2 separate regions of the Pan troglodytes genome follow, and region 1 is linked to region 2. Evidence: chromatin contacts called from public Hi-C data. All regions are on one chromosome and are shown on one strand. The core of a region is the stretch at or near the end of the contact, and the rest is flanking DNA. Distances in the headings are between cores, read along the strand shown. Region 1 overlaps LOC104002228 (a long non-coding RNA gene). Region 2 holds the start of GABRA5 (gamma-aminobutyric acid type A receptor subunit alpha5).

Region 1 (6,282 bases), core at 117-2,616, 690 kb after region 2:
TTTAGGAATTTCAAAATGCTGTATTTGTATTCATTTCTAAGTACCTGGACGATGCCATACTCCAACTTTACGCAGTAATAAAAAAGAACCCATCCAGATATCTGTTCCATCAGTGAAGGCCATTTGATAAAAAAAAGTTCATATCAGTCATACCGGTAAGAGAAATACTGGTATATAAGGAGATAAGTGAAAGAAACTATTTATAAAACAAGAAAATCTGTCACAAACTTGAGCAGACTTCAGCACACACTGTGTCATGCTAATTTGTGATGAAATATAATAGAAATTTTAAGGCAAAGGACAAAGTAATTTGATCCAGGTCTTGTGTTTGAATGTTCCCTGATCGATGCAACAGAAAAAAAATATTAAACGCTAATCAAGGATATTTGTTTAGGTGTGTGATAATGATATTGTAATTATGTTTTGATTTACTTTTATTTTTGTTGAAGTATATTTGACAACTGTGTATGTTTAAGGTATACAATTTGATCATTTGATATACAGATACATTGTGAAATAATCACCACAAACATGTTAATTAACGTATCCATCATCTCACATAGTTACCTTTTTTCTTTTTGGGTGAGAAGCTTAAGATCTGTCCTCTTAGCAAATTTGAAGTATACAGTAAGGTATCATTAACCATAGTCACTTTGCTGTGCATTAGGCTTCCAGGTTGTATTCATCTTGCTAACTGAAATTTGTGCCCCTTGACCAACATTTTCCCATTTCCCCCAATAACAAATATTTCATTTTTTAATCAACAAATTTGAATATGTTTTATGTTGCAATTAGAAACAATTGAAACAAAAGCCCTCCTCTCTGGGGCTCTGGTCTGAGAGACAGAATATAAAAGTTACAATGTCACATAAGGAGAACAGCATGAAATCTGAAGTGTAGCCTGGATTTCAGACATCCTGGTATTCAATTTCTCATGCCAGGCATTTGGCACTGCTGGGTGTTTGCTCCATCTGAACTCAATTCTTGTCACCATCTTCCTGGACTCTGAAACTTGTTCCTCCTTGGTGAGTTCAAAGACAACTCTTTCTTTGAGGCCTTCCCTCATCCTTCTTCCTTTATCAACTCCATGTTACCCTCAACTTTTCTCAAGACAAAATCAGTCATTCCCTTCCCTGAGCTCCCCAAATACTTAGAACGCACCTCTGAATAGCGGCGCCCCATTTTAAGACAGGTGTGGCTTATGTTGTTTGTTCCTCTGATTTGACTACGACCTCTGGGAAGGCAGGGTCCAGCCACTCCATGCGCTTGCAGATCCTCTGGTCCTCCATGGGTACTCAAATACATGTCCTGGGTTGTGCTGACTCAAACAGGAGGAGAGACATCGCCCCCAGGCTGCTGTGCACCCTGTGTCTGCCCCAGCTCGCCTGCTCCCTGTCTCTCTCAGGCACCACTGGGTGGTTTTGTAGCAAGGAATAATAACAGGCAGCCCTCTTGTGGATGAGCCTGAGATTAACCAGTTCTTTTTTTGTGAAAGTTAGGTAAGGTGTGATCATACAATGCCTTGGCCTGCTCCACTTCCCCAGGACTGTCCCACCTTTGTGTTTCAGGTATTTCAGCACTGACGCCTCACAAGAACATGGAATGTCATCCTCAAAGCCTGTATCTGTGAGCTTGGCAGGTTTCTGAGCTTTAAGACAAATAAAATGTTTTGGCCACAAGCACATATTTATGTGATCTGGCCCGGCTGTGATATTGGGTAAACAGCAACTTTGGTGATGAGTCAGTCCATGGACCTGTCCCATGCATGATGTGAACCTGTGCCATGCATGCAGTGAACCTGCACAATGCACTACATGAATCTGTGTGATGCATGAAGTGAAACTGTGCAGTGCTGATGTGAATCTGTGCAATGCATGGAGTGAACCCGTGCAACGCATTATGTGAATCTGTGTAATGCATGCATGGAGTGGACCTGTGCCATGCACGAAGTTCCATGTGTTTTTAAACCCAGCTCCAGCCAAAGTTATGTGTTATAAATTATTCCAGATTAAATTGAAATAAATATCAAATGTCAACAGAGAACCCCATCCACTGGACCAAACCATCCCTAAAACACAACATAGATGAGTTCCAATGTGTTCTGTCAGCCTCATAACTACCCCTGTCAGGTAATTTATAATGCAATTCAAGAAGCTGTATGCCGTTTCCTTACCTTTTAGGCCTCTTTTTCCCCTTTGGAATATCTCACCTTTTTAAACCACAGGAATAAAACTATGGTTAGAAATGATTAAATTTTAACTTACACATTCTGAGCGTGGCTCAGTGTGTCAAGGAAAATCGCTTCACATTTTGGGCAGTAAAGCGAATCTGAAGTATGTCACACGAGTAATTGTCTCCTAGGAGACCGAAGCGCACATCATTGCCATGGAGACCACCTCGGTAGGCCCTCTCTGCTTGAAATGATTAGCATGGATCATCAGCTGGGGTTTGTTTTGGGGGAGGAAAGGCTATAAATACATGGCCAAGCCTTACAAACTATGACAAGTCGTGTGCTCGAGCATGGGCTTGGGATGCAGAGATTTCCAAGTCCAGCTCTGGCATCGCAGGGGAGGACCTCATGGACTGTATCCCTAACACACCCCTTGCACCTGAGAACAGACAGGAGCAGTCAGCACCAGGGGAGAGGGCAGGCAGCCAGCGATCCAGGAGGGGGGCTCCTCCGAAAGCCAGGCTGGGGAAGACTCTCCCCAGAAGCAGCCAGCAGCCATTCCCTCATTTGCCTTGCCTGACCCATGCCTCTCCCTGAGTGTTTCCAAAGGGCGGCAGCCGCAGGAGAGGGCCAGTGTTCCCGAGTTGGCTAGAGGAAGAAAAAAGCGTGCCATGGGAAAAATCTATTCTGTTAGCAATTTTGAAATATACGATACATTACTATTAACTGTGGTCACCATGCAAAGCAATAGATTACTAATGCTTACTCCTCCAGTCTAACTGGAGCTTTGTACACTCGGGTCAGCATCTCTTCTCATCCCCCTCCGTCCCCTCAGCCTATGGTAATCACCTTTCTACTCTCCGCTTCCATGAGTTGAGTCTTTTCAGATTGCGTATTTAAGTGAGATTATATAGTATTTGTTTTTCTTTGCCTGGCTCTTTTCACTTAAAATAATGCCTCCAGTTCTATCCCTGTTGCCACGAATGACAGAATTTCCTTCCCTTTTAACGCTGTACGTAATCCATTGTAAGGTGGTGAGGTGATATCTTAATTAGTTTGATTGAATATTTTTAAAATGTATACATAGATCAAAATAGATACAATTAGTATTTGTCAATTAAATTAATTTTAAAAGGAAGACAAAAATGCACAATGTTCTGTTTTTCACCTAGATTCCCTGAAACTCATTTTTGACATAATAGCAGCAAAATTGCCATGAGAACAGCTTTAGCCATCATATTCATTGCTGTACCCAGCTACTGAACCCCTCCTGTTTCAGAAACAGGTGCAGCGCTAGGTGCTGGCGCTGTGAGCTCAGGAGCCGGGGGAGGCTCCACCTCTACCCTCAGCCAGTGGCTTTTGTTTCAGGGATTGCCAGTGCATGTGGCACACCCAGCTGCATAGAGAGAATGGGAGAGGTCAAGGAAATATTTTGAAGACGTGGTTCGCTAACAGCCAGAGGATGAAAAGGAAAAGGAAAAAATGGCTGAAAAGATAAGTGTCAGAGTGTTGCTCACTCTGTGGCAGGTGGGCCTATGAAATCCTCTTGACTGGGACTTAAGTTTTATACACAACACTGGGAAACGTGTTTTCTGAGAACGCTGTTTTAACTGATGGGAGTCTGGAGGTGATGATATCTGAACATCATGTTTTTTAACCCTCTTATATTTTATTTATTAAGTGAAGTCTTAATATTTCTTCCACTTTTCTTGGGCTCCTAAGAGCACTTTTCCAAGCGTGCAGGGCTCTGCTCTTTGAGAGCTCTGATGTTGGCCACTCCCCCGTGGCCCTCTGCAGGCTGTTACAGCCATGCTGCTCCCACGGCATTTAGTGAGTGCTGGTTTCCATTAGTGGGCCTGACTTCTCGGGGGTCAGTGGTGCAGACAACTGCTTCCCAGCTGGCTTGGAGGCTCCTGGTGGGAAAGGCCTGGGTGTGACTTACCTTCGTGCACTTCTTTGATTCATTCATCCATGCAAAAAACGGTCCACCAAGCACTGAAGTGTCAAGCATTGGATGAGACTGGCAGCTCCCTGGGAGAGAGGCAGCAAAGTCAGGGAGCAAATGATCTGAGGCACGGGGCAGAGAGCCGGCTGCACTCTGGCCATCACGCTGAGAGAGACACTGCTAGAGCAGGGGGCCTGTCACAACTGGACATTCAGGGAGAGCTGCACTGAAGGACAGCAGGCATTTAGCCCTGCAAAGAGACGAGGGAAAACCCCAAAGCATCCAGTCTAGGGGAAGAGACAGTGGAAAGCCCAGGGGCCACATGGGTGGGGACTGTCCTAGAACTCCAGGCAGGCCAGCATGGCAGAGGTTAGTAAGGGAAAGTGTGGGCGGGTCCCACGTCATAAGACCTGCTTGCGGGCTTTGATGGCAATCTGTGTGGAACGCAGAGCCCATGAAGGGCCTTCAGCACGGGATCATGGTGGCACTGGAGTTTCCAAAAAGGCACTTTTTTGAAGAGGTTGGAGGGAGGTGGGAATAGAACCCGTTCAGAAGAGATGGCTGTGGCTTGACTGCGGTTGCGCTAGGCTATGGGATATCCTTGCCTTGGTGCGGCTGTAATCAGGCCCCAGAAATCGGGAGAAGATGGTTAGAACGCAGGCAAAAGTGGCATCATCATCGCACCAACCACTTTGGGTTACTGGCTTTGAGGAAGCCAGGATCTCTGAAACTGGGAAAGAATATTACCGAGGAGGACTCCTATGCCCCTATAAACTCATGTGCTGCAAATTGGTCACCAGTGTGCCCTAAGCATGTATCCCCTCATTGTTCAGGAAGATGCGGGTGAGGGGTGTCTGCGGCTGCTTCAGCCCCCTCCTCTACCATTAGACACAAGCAGCCTCCTCCATCCAGCCCAGCGTGCTGCACAAATGCATCTCCTGCTGTAAGTGCATGATGGGAGAAAAGCCAGGAACACAGAAGAATCTGCCCAAAATGGTTTTTGAAGTCTGTCCTCAGGAGATAATCTCAAGGACGTAAGAGGGTTCCATGTGCAAATAAGTTACGGAACCTTTGGCAGAATGCTGCACGCTACATCTTCTGTTCATCTTTGGGGATTTATAATGCAGCAGCTTACCAGTGACTCAGGAGAGGCCCTCAGTGAGAAGCCCATTTCCAATGTCCTTTAACTTAAGATTTCTCAGACATATTTGACCATGGGGCAAGGTTCTTTTTAAACATAATACCTATTAATATTTCATAGTGGAAACATTAAGAAATGCCATCATAAACTGGGCGCAGTGGCACACACCTGTAATTCCAGCTACTCTGAAGGCTGAGGTAGGAGGATTGCTTGAGGCTCGGAGTTCAAGGCTAGCCTCAGCAACATAGCAAGGATCTGTCTCTAAAAATAAAAAATAATTTAGAAAAAGAAATATCATTATGGGTTTTCCTAGATTAAGATGGGTGGAGGGCTTTTGAAGGAGTAGAACAGAGAAAACTGGAATCATTGAAAAAAAATGAAGCAGCCAGGATGAATGCTTATATAAAATCTGCATGTATAAACAGATTCATTCATTTAAATATATGCATTTTCAAAGCACGTTCACTCCTGATGCCTTTTATTCTCACAAGTGTGAGGTATGTGCTGTTGGGGCTCAGAAACTAGTAACCCAAAATACATGCTGATATGCTGAACTGAGGAAGCCTCAAGGACTCTCACCTTAACCCCCTCCGCAACGGTCTCCACCAAGGAAGCTGAATTCCTTTATCTGCATAAGATCCAGACCCACCAAGGAGAACAAGTATCTTTCCTTCCCCTCCCTGTTATCTCATTTTCTACTGCAGTAAAGAGGACCAAGATGTGACCACACCTGAACGGACCCTTTTAGGAATATAATGACTATCTCCAAGGGTCATTTAAATACCAGACAGAACTATTTACAAGTTAATCTTCTTTCCTGGATTCAGTCAGTCTCCCTAGCAATTATTTATTACAGCCCAATAGAATTCCTCCTCTCTCCACTGCCATAAGCTGTTTTATCAGGATCCAAGCCCCCTTTTTGGAACTATCCCCACAGGGTTGACGATAATTGCATTACAAGTTCTCAGCCGGGCAAGGTGGCTCACACCTGTAATCCCAGCACTTTGGGAGGCCGAGGCAGGCAGA
Region 2 (6,261 bases), core at 2,268-4,767:
TGTCTACAGGCTGTTGCCAAGCCACTGGGTATTCCCCATCCTGTGATTATTTACATAAATGCAGATAGGCTGTGAAACCTCTGGACCCCATTTTTGCAGCACTAACGCTGGGCAACTTTTGTCCTGACATTTAATTTCTTAATTATATGCCATCAACTTCAAGTTACAATCCTTTTGATTAACCAGAACAATTCTAGGGCACGGGTCAGAACAGGAACAGCAGCCTCATAAGAACATTCATCCACGATGTCGGTTATCACTAGTTTCATGAAAAAAAAGGTTAGAGTTGGTATGCGGATACTAAAGGCTAAAATGAAAGAGGGGTTACTGGAAATGATAGTGCCAGAACCTCAGGGGTGTCTTTCAGATCTTCAGGCACCTGTGGTTTATGGTGTCTGCACCTGCATTCAGATGGTCACAGTTCTAGGGCCTTGGCTCAGGCCAGGACCATTGTGAGTCCTTTTCAATGCCAAGTAGCATGGGCCTGGCTTTCAAGGCAACTTTGATTGCATAATGGAACCGTGGAGGGCAACTGAAATGTTGGCACTGCCTTGTCTAACAAGCAGTGACTGTCCTTCATGCATGTGAACTCCTGAATCTTGTTTTAACCTGAGTAGGAAGAATCACAGCTGACTCGGATATCATCTTCAGCTTCCATTTCTGAAAACATAATCTGCCTTTTTTTCTCTGACTCACTTCAGAGACCCCACGTGAGGAGCAGCCTTGCTCAGGAAGAAAGCGTGGGTCAGGGCAATGACTCCATTTATTTACAACAAGTGAAGGGCTTGGGACTGCAATGGTGGCAGGCGAGGACTTGCTCAATGGATGTGCTGCTCCCATAACATGTCTGAAAGGCACCAGTGTCCCTAACATCATAAAATAAAAGCACAGATGGTAACTTACCCAAAGTGACTGGATAAGTTCATGGAAATACAAAAGAGAAGGAGGTTTTTGATCATGATAAAACCAGAGAACATTCCATTGTCCATTCCCAATAAGAATAGTAGTTGAAGCAGGTGAATATGGAGGAATAACTCTTCCCTTCTCCAGCTTGTTCTTGAAGCTGAAAAGCACACAAAGCGGGGAAGCACGTGAACATCAATGCTGTTGTGTCACAGTTCCTGGAATCAAATCACACTGCTATCACAACAATTTGCAAAGAAAGGAGCCCGCTGTCCTTCCCCAGGACAGCTGCACACCAGGTATTTTCCACCACCCTCACTGGGCAGTAAGTTGGAGCATAAAAATAAGTAACAAGAGGCTTATTTTTACTTCTACTCAGGGTGCAGAATCATCCTAATTCGTTGTTTTCCACTCAAATACTCTGTTTTGTTTTTTAGCATGTTATCAAATAAACCATTAGTCCAATTATTAAAATAAACGCTGTAGTTATCTGAGCGACTGTATTTTGTATCCGTCAAATCCACAAGTGTAGTAATTTTACCTTTCTGAAATATCTGCCACGCCACGCGTTCAAAGCCAGCAAGCTACTCCTCTCTCTGCAAGGCACTGAGAAAGTACGTGGAAAGAAGTGGGGAAAAGCACATTTAAGAAACAGGTTTTCTGCAGGATCACAATACTGTGACAACTGCCTATAAAAGAGTGTGGCTACTTTCCCGGCATTCGGTCCCCGTGACTACATAACTTAAGCACTGCATCTGTGGAAGTCTCTCCGCTCAATGCTGGACCCTAATTAATGTATTTGAGATCCAGGCAGACATTGTCCCTGGGCTCAACGACTAACCTTCCTGAAAACACGCATTTCTCAGTATGCGCATAACGCAAATAGGTGCTCACAGGCATCCGAACAGTATGCTTCGAAAAGAAGCATTTTCCCAAGAAGCCCCCCCAACCCCCATCCCCCGCAAACTCCGGAATTGGGAGACACAACAGGTACTTCCACCTCGGAAGCGAAGGCCTTCTGCGACTCCTGCCAAGAAGGGCAGGGTGCCATGCGGTGGTCGCCTGGGCGCGTCCTGGGGCTCGTCGCGGGGCCCGGGCCAGAGCCAGGCGGCGAGCACGCGGCGCTGCATGCGGGAAACCCGGGCGGCGCCTCCCGCCGCCCCTCAGCCCCGAGCCAGGGACCCCCAGGAGAGGCTGCGCTCCCACGACCCTCCGGACCCCCACAGAGGCTCACCAGGGCCGGCGCGCCAGGGCAGGTGGGCGCGGGGGCTGCACTGCGGAGCCGCAGCCTGGGTCGCCCTGGCACCCGCGGTCGCCACCCGCGCGGTCCGCAGCGGCACGCCGAGGGTCTCCAGCTCCCCGGCCCTCCCCGGCTCGCTCCCGGCTTTCGCAGACCTCCCCTGCTCCTGCCCCGGGTACGAGACAAGCGCTCCGCCAGGCAGCGCCTTCCTCCTGGGCTGGGAGCGCGCGGTGCAGCGGCGGCTCCAAGTCCCCTGGCCTCGAGCAGCCCGCGCGACACGCGCGCGACACCCCCGCGGGGTCCGAGTCCACCCCGCGAGCAGCACCGGGACGCCGCGCGCCTCAGAGCCCCGGGGCTGACGCTGGCTTTCCAGGTGGGCGATCTCACCCCTCCGGCTCCCGTGATGGTGGCAACGGGTGTCCCCCACCCCCAACCGGTCACCGCGCCCTGGTGCCCCGTCCGGCAGGGATGAGCCGCCCGGACCCCGCTCTCTCCCGCGCCCGGCTTCAGCCCCGCAGTCGCCAGGGTAAAGTTTGCGCTCTGGCCTGGCTGCGCGCCCCGCCTGCTCTGCACCTCTCCTCCCCGGCCACGCAGCCTGCCGCTCAGGCGCCCCGAGGAGAGGGGTGCGGACCGAGCCGGGGCGGCCGGTCCTCTTCCCCTCTCGCGTCCTCTTACCCCACTGCCCCGGCCTGGCGCGCCCAGGGCTCACCCTGCGCGCCGGCCCCGGGAGGCGAGCCGTCGGTGAGGATGCATCTTCCTTCTCCTCCGCCTGCTCTCGCCCGGCTGGCAGGCGCGGAAGGCCGGTGCGGCGTCACCGCCCCATGCTGCCAGCGCGAACTTCCCCGGCACTCCCGGCGGAGCGGCTCTTGCGCCCCGCGCTCCCGCCGCCGCCCTGCAGCTCCGCTCCGCGCCGCGCCCGGGGCCGCGCGCCGCCCGCCGCAGAGCCCCCCAGCGCCCCCGGCGCACTCGCGCCCGCTCTCACCTCGCCCGAGCGCCACATGTCGTCTCTGGGCTGGAGGATCGGCCCTCTGCAGAGGTGCTCCGGTAGAGGCCGCCAGACGCTCAGCAAACGCGCCCTCGGCCGAGCTGGGCGGAGGGGGAGGGCGCAGGGCCCGCAGCTCGGCCTGCAAGGGGAGAGGCCCTGTTCTGCTGAAGTTTCTCCAGGGCCCTCAACAGCATCTTCGGCGCCTCGTGTAGTCACCACCGCCCGCTTGTAGAGCAGGGATGGGAGGGCAGTGTCAGCAGTCGGGTGATAGAGGCCTGGACTCCGAGAGCTTTGCTCCCTAGAGCCGGCCCCAACGCCTCCCTGCCCAGGCCTGGGTCCTTCCCGGGTGCTCCATGGCACCCCTTACATGCGCATCTCTTAGGCGCTTCTGAAAGAAGCTGGCCTGTGGACATTCTTTTCATCTCACTCATAGACAGGAATGCATAACTACGGGAGGGAAAGCCAGGGTCACATTGGACTCGATTAGAATGAAATCCTTACCTAACGCAGTGTATATCTGGGGGTTTTCTGAAGTTCCATTTCTTGACAACAAGCCGCAGTGGCAAGGGGAAAGGGCCAGGAGCCCTGGGGGCTGCAGGTCGGAGAGCGCGTCTGGGGTGACGGGGCGGGATCTCCCCAGCAGGGCTTCCGAGCCACGTCGGGTCACTGCCTCATTAGCCATGTACATGGGGTCTTACTATGGTCATTACATCGGTGTGTCGTCCGTCCTAGTGGTGCAGTTCCTGGGAGGTGAGGGTGGCATTAATGACAACTGCGCGGCAGCAGGGCCCCTTCAAACAACACAAGTAAGAGCGCATCGTCTCGGGGTTGCGAGGTCTTGCTTCCTCAGGAGGTGGGGGACTCTCGACTATAACACCCAGTGGAAAACGTTCAAGACTCAAAGGAAAGCCACTGAAAACGTGATGGGGAGGTTTACTTACACCATTGTCCCATTCCTTTTGTGAAACTGCATTATTCATAATCTCTTTTAACAGAATAATGGTAAGTAAAGGCAAATTCCTAACTCCCTCCGGGAAAGATCTTTGACCTTCCAGTGTAGGAAGCCTCTCATTTTTCCAGTTATCTCTAATACAGTGTATTCCAAATCTAAGTTACCTGTTAATACTTCTGCACATTCCAGAAATTCTGAAATTTTCTGAAAAACAAAACTTGTAAATCTATTCCAGGAATAGGACATAAATATACATAAATGTGCAAATATACAGGAAGTGTTTCTCTGAATATACATTTAGCCACACTATTAAATAACTGTTTCCAGTGGTTCTTCAGGAAATATGAATGAAATAAGATGCTAATTTGAATTTTCTAATTCTAAAATGGATCACTGAACGTATGCATTTCTTCGTTTTCTAATTTCTCAAAAGATGTACCACTAGGGTGAAATTCCTTGGGAGACATTAAATTTTAAAAAGTTAACAACATGGTTTTATGATCAGCCTAATATAATTTTCACCTATTAGGTGTTGGAATTCTAACACCTAATACCAGCGACAGCTGCTCTTCTCTCAGGATTAAACAGCATAATGCAAATCAAAGAGTTGGAAGAATTGGTAAATTTAAAACTTCACAGCTTGTCACACAAAGTCATTCGGTGTGAGTTTGCAAAAATAAATGTATATAAACAAGGGATGATTTTTGTATTAGCGAGGGTTATAGACATTAATTCTTAATAATAAAAGAAATGTCAGCTGTAAGGAAATATGTTCTTTTGATGGATTATGTTTAAAACTTCCACGTTTTTTTGGTACACTTTCTATCAGCTTTATGTCCACACAACACATATTATTGAATATATAAAAATCATCTTAAGTTAGAGTCATTCTTTAACATTGTATTTCAGCATGTTGCTTAAATTCTTTTCTCTTCCCTGTAATGAAACGGTATGCCACTCTCTCTCCTCCTAGTGTTTATGTAACATAACATAGCCTCACTTTAGATGGACTGCCCTGAGGGGACAGTGAAATCGTAAGGCCCATCAGAACCTTATAGAAACTCACATTGCTAGAAGAGTGCTTACTACCATTTCAATGATTTTTGTTTTACTATAGAATTCTGTATTTGTGCTGAGAAATAATGGGCTATCCGTTGAATTCCCATTTGTTTCATTAGCATTTTCTCTTTATTGAATGAAATTAAGCAATGTCGTGATCGTTGTAGAAGACAGTAGAGGGCACCCTAGTTCCACACAACCTCGGCCTTGGACCAGTCTTCATAAGAATTTCATTTCCAGTGTCAGAGCCTAAAATAGCTGAAGGTGGGGAAGCTGGGCCATGAGTAGAACACGTGTTCACAGAGCACCCACCCCGTACCCCGGTCAGGGGCAGGAACTGAGACAGTAGCTGTGTTTGCGTGGTTGGGTGTGGTAGATGTGGCTGAGACATGAACACAGTGCCATGGTATAAGTGAGATCATGTGCTATTTGTCTTTCTGTGCTTGGCTTATTTCACCAAGCATGTTCTCCAGGTTCATCCATGTGGTCAAAAATGGCAGGATTTCCTTCTTTGTTAGGGTTAAATAATATACTGTCGTATATGTATGTTATACATATACGTGTGTGTGTGTGTGTGTGTATGTATCTCACAGTTTCTTTATTCATTTATCCATTGGCAGACGCTTAGGTTGTTCCATTATTTGGCTATTGTAAAAAATGCCAAAATGAACATGACAGTTCAGATCTCTCTTTCAGATACTGATTTTATTTCCTTTGACTATATCCCCAGAAAGGGGGTTACTGGGTATATAGTGGTTGCCACGGGCTGGGAGAAGGAGAGACGGGGAGATGTGGGTCAAAGGGTACAAAATTTCAGTTATGCAAGATGAATAAGTTCTGGGAATCTACTATACAACATCGTGACTACAGCTAACAACACTGCGATATATACTTGACACTTGCTAAGAGGGTAGATCTTATGGGTTCTCATCACACACACAAAAGAGGGCAGCTCTGCGAGGTGATGGAAATGTGAGTGCATGTGATTGTGGTGGTGAAGTATATATGTATCAGTCATCAAGCTGAACACCTCAGAAACCAGATTTTACATCAATGAATGGATGAATGAACAGATCTACATTTCTGGATTTAAAAAAATAAAAAGAGAAGACACCCCACAGC

The links. A called contact is a pair of places that touch in the nucleus more often than the background predicts.
Region 1: a Hi-C map of induced pluripotent stem cells shows a contact between it and region 2, with 3 times the contacts expected there. The contact joins the enhancer-like site here to the promoter of GABRA5 in region 2. A contact is called at or near these places in 2 of 7 Hi-C or Micro-C datasets (induced pluripotent stem cells and stem cell-derived neural progenitor cells) and 1 of 1 datasets of contacts at active chromatin or transcription factors (stem cell-derived excitatory neurons).

Annotation. Positions count from the first base shown.
Region 1 is chr16:9,316,470-9,322,751 of NHGRI_mPanTro3-v2.0_pri, forward strand. It overlaps LOC104002228 (a long non-coding RNA gene), which reads left to right. Exons shown (of 4, transcript XR_674423.4): 2 at 6-155; 3 at 942-1,025; 4 at 1,569-2,297. Among named protein-coding and RNA genes, the nearest start is that of TRNAE-UUC, 110 kb to the right of the region's middle. Within about 2 kb of position 1,367, at least 4 of the 24 cell types and tissues checked have an H3K27ac peak or open chromatin away from gene starts, as enhancers often do. A contact at or near this core is called in induced pluripotent stem cells and stem cell-derived excitatory neurons, where this site is marked.
Region 2 is chr16:8,628,972-8,635,232 of NHGRI_mPanTro3-v2.0_pri, forward strand. It overlaps GABRA5 (gamma-aminobutyric acid type A receptor subunit alpha5), which reads right to left and starts at 3,518. Exons shown (of 11, transcript XM_009428669.5): 1 at 2,853-3,518; 2 at 1,445-1,509; 3 at 904-1,063. The coding sequence starts at 989.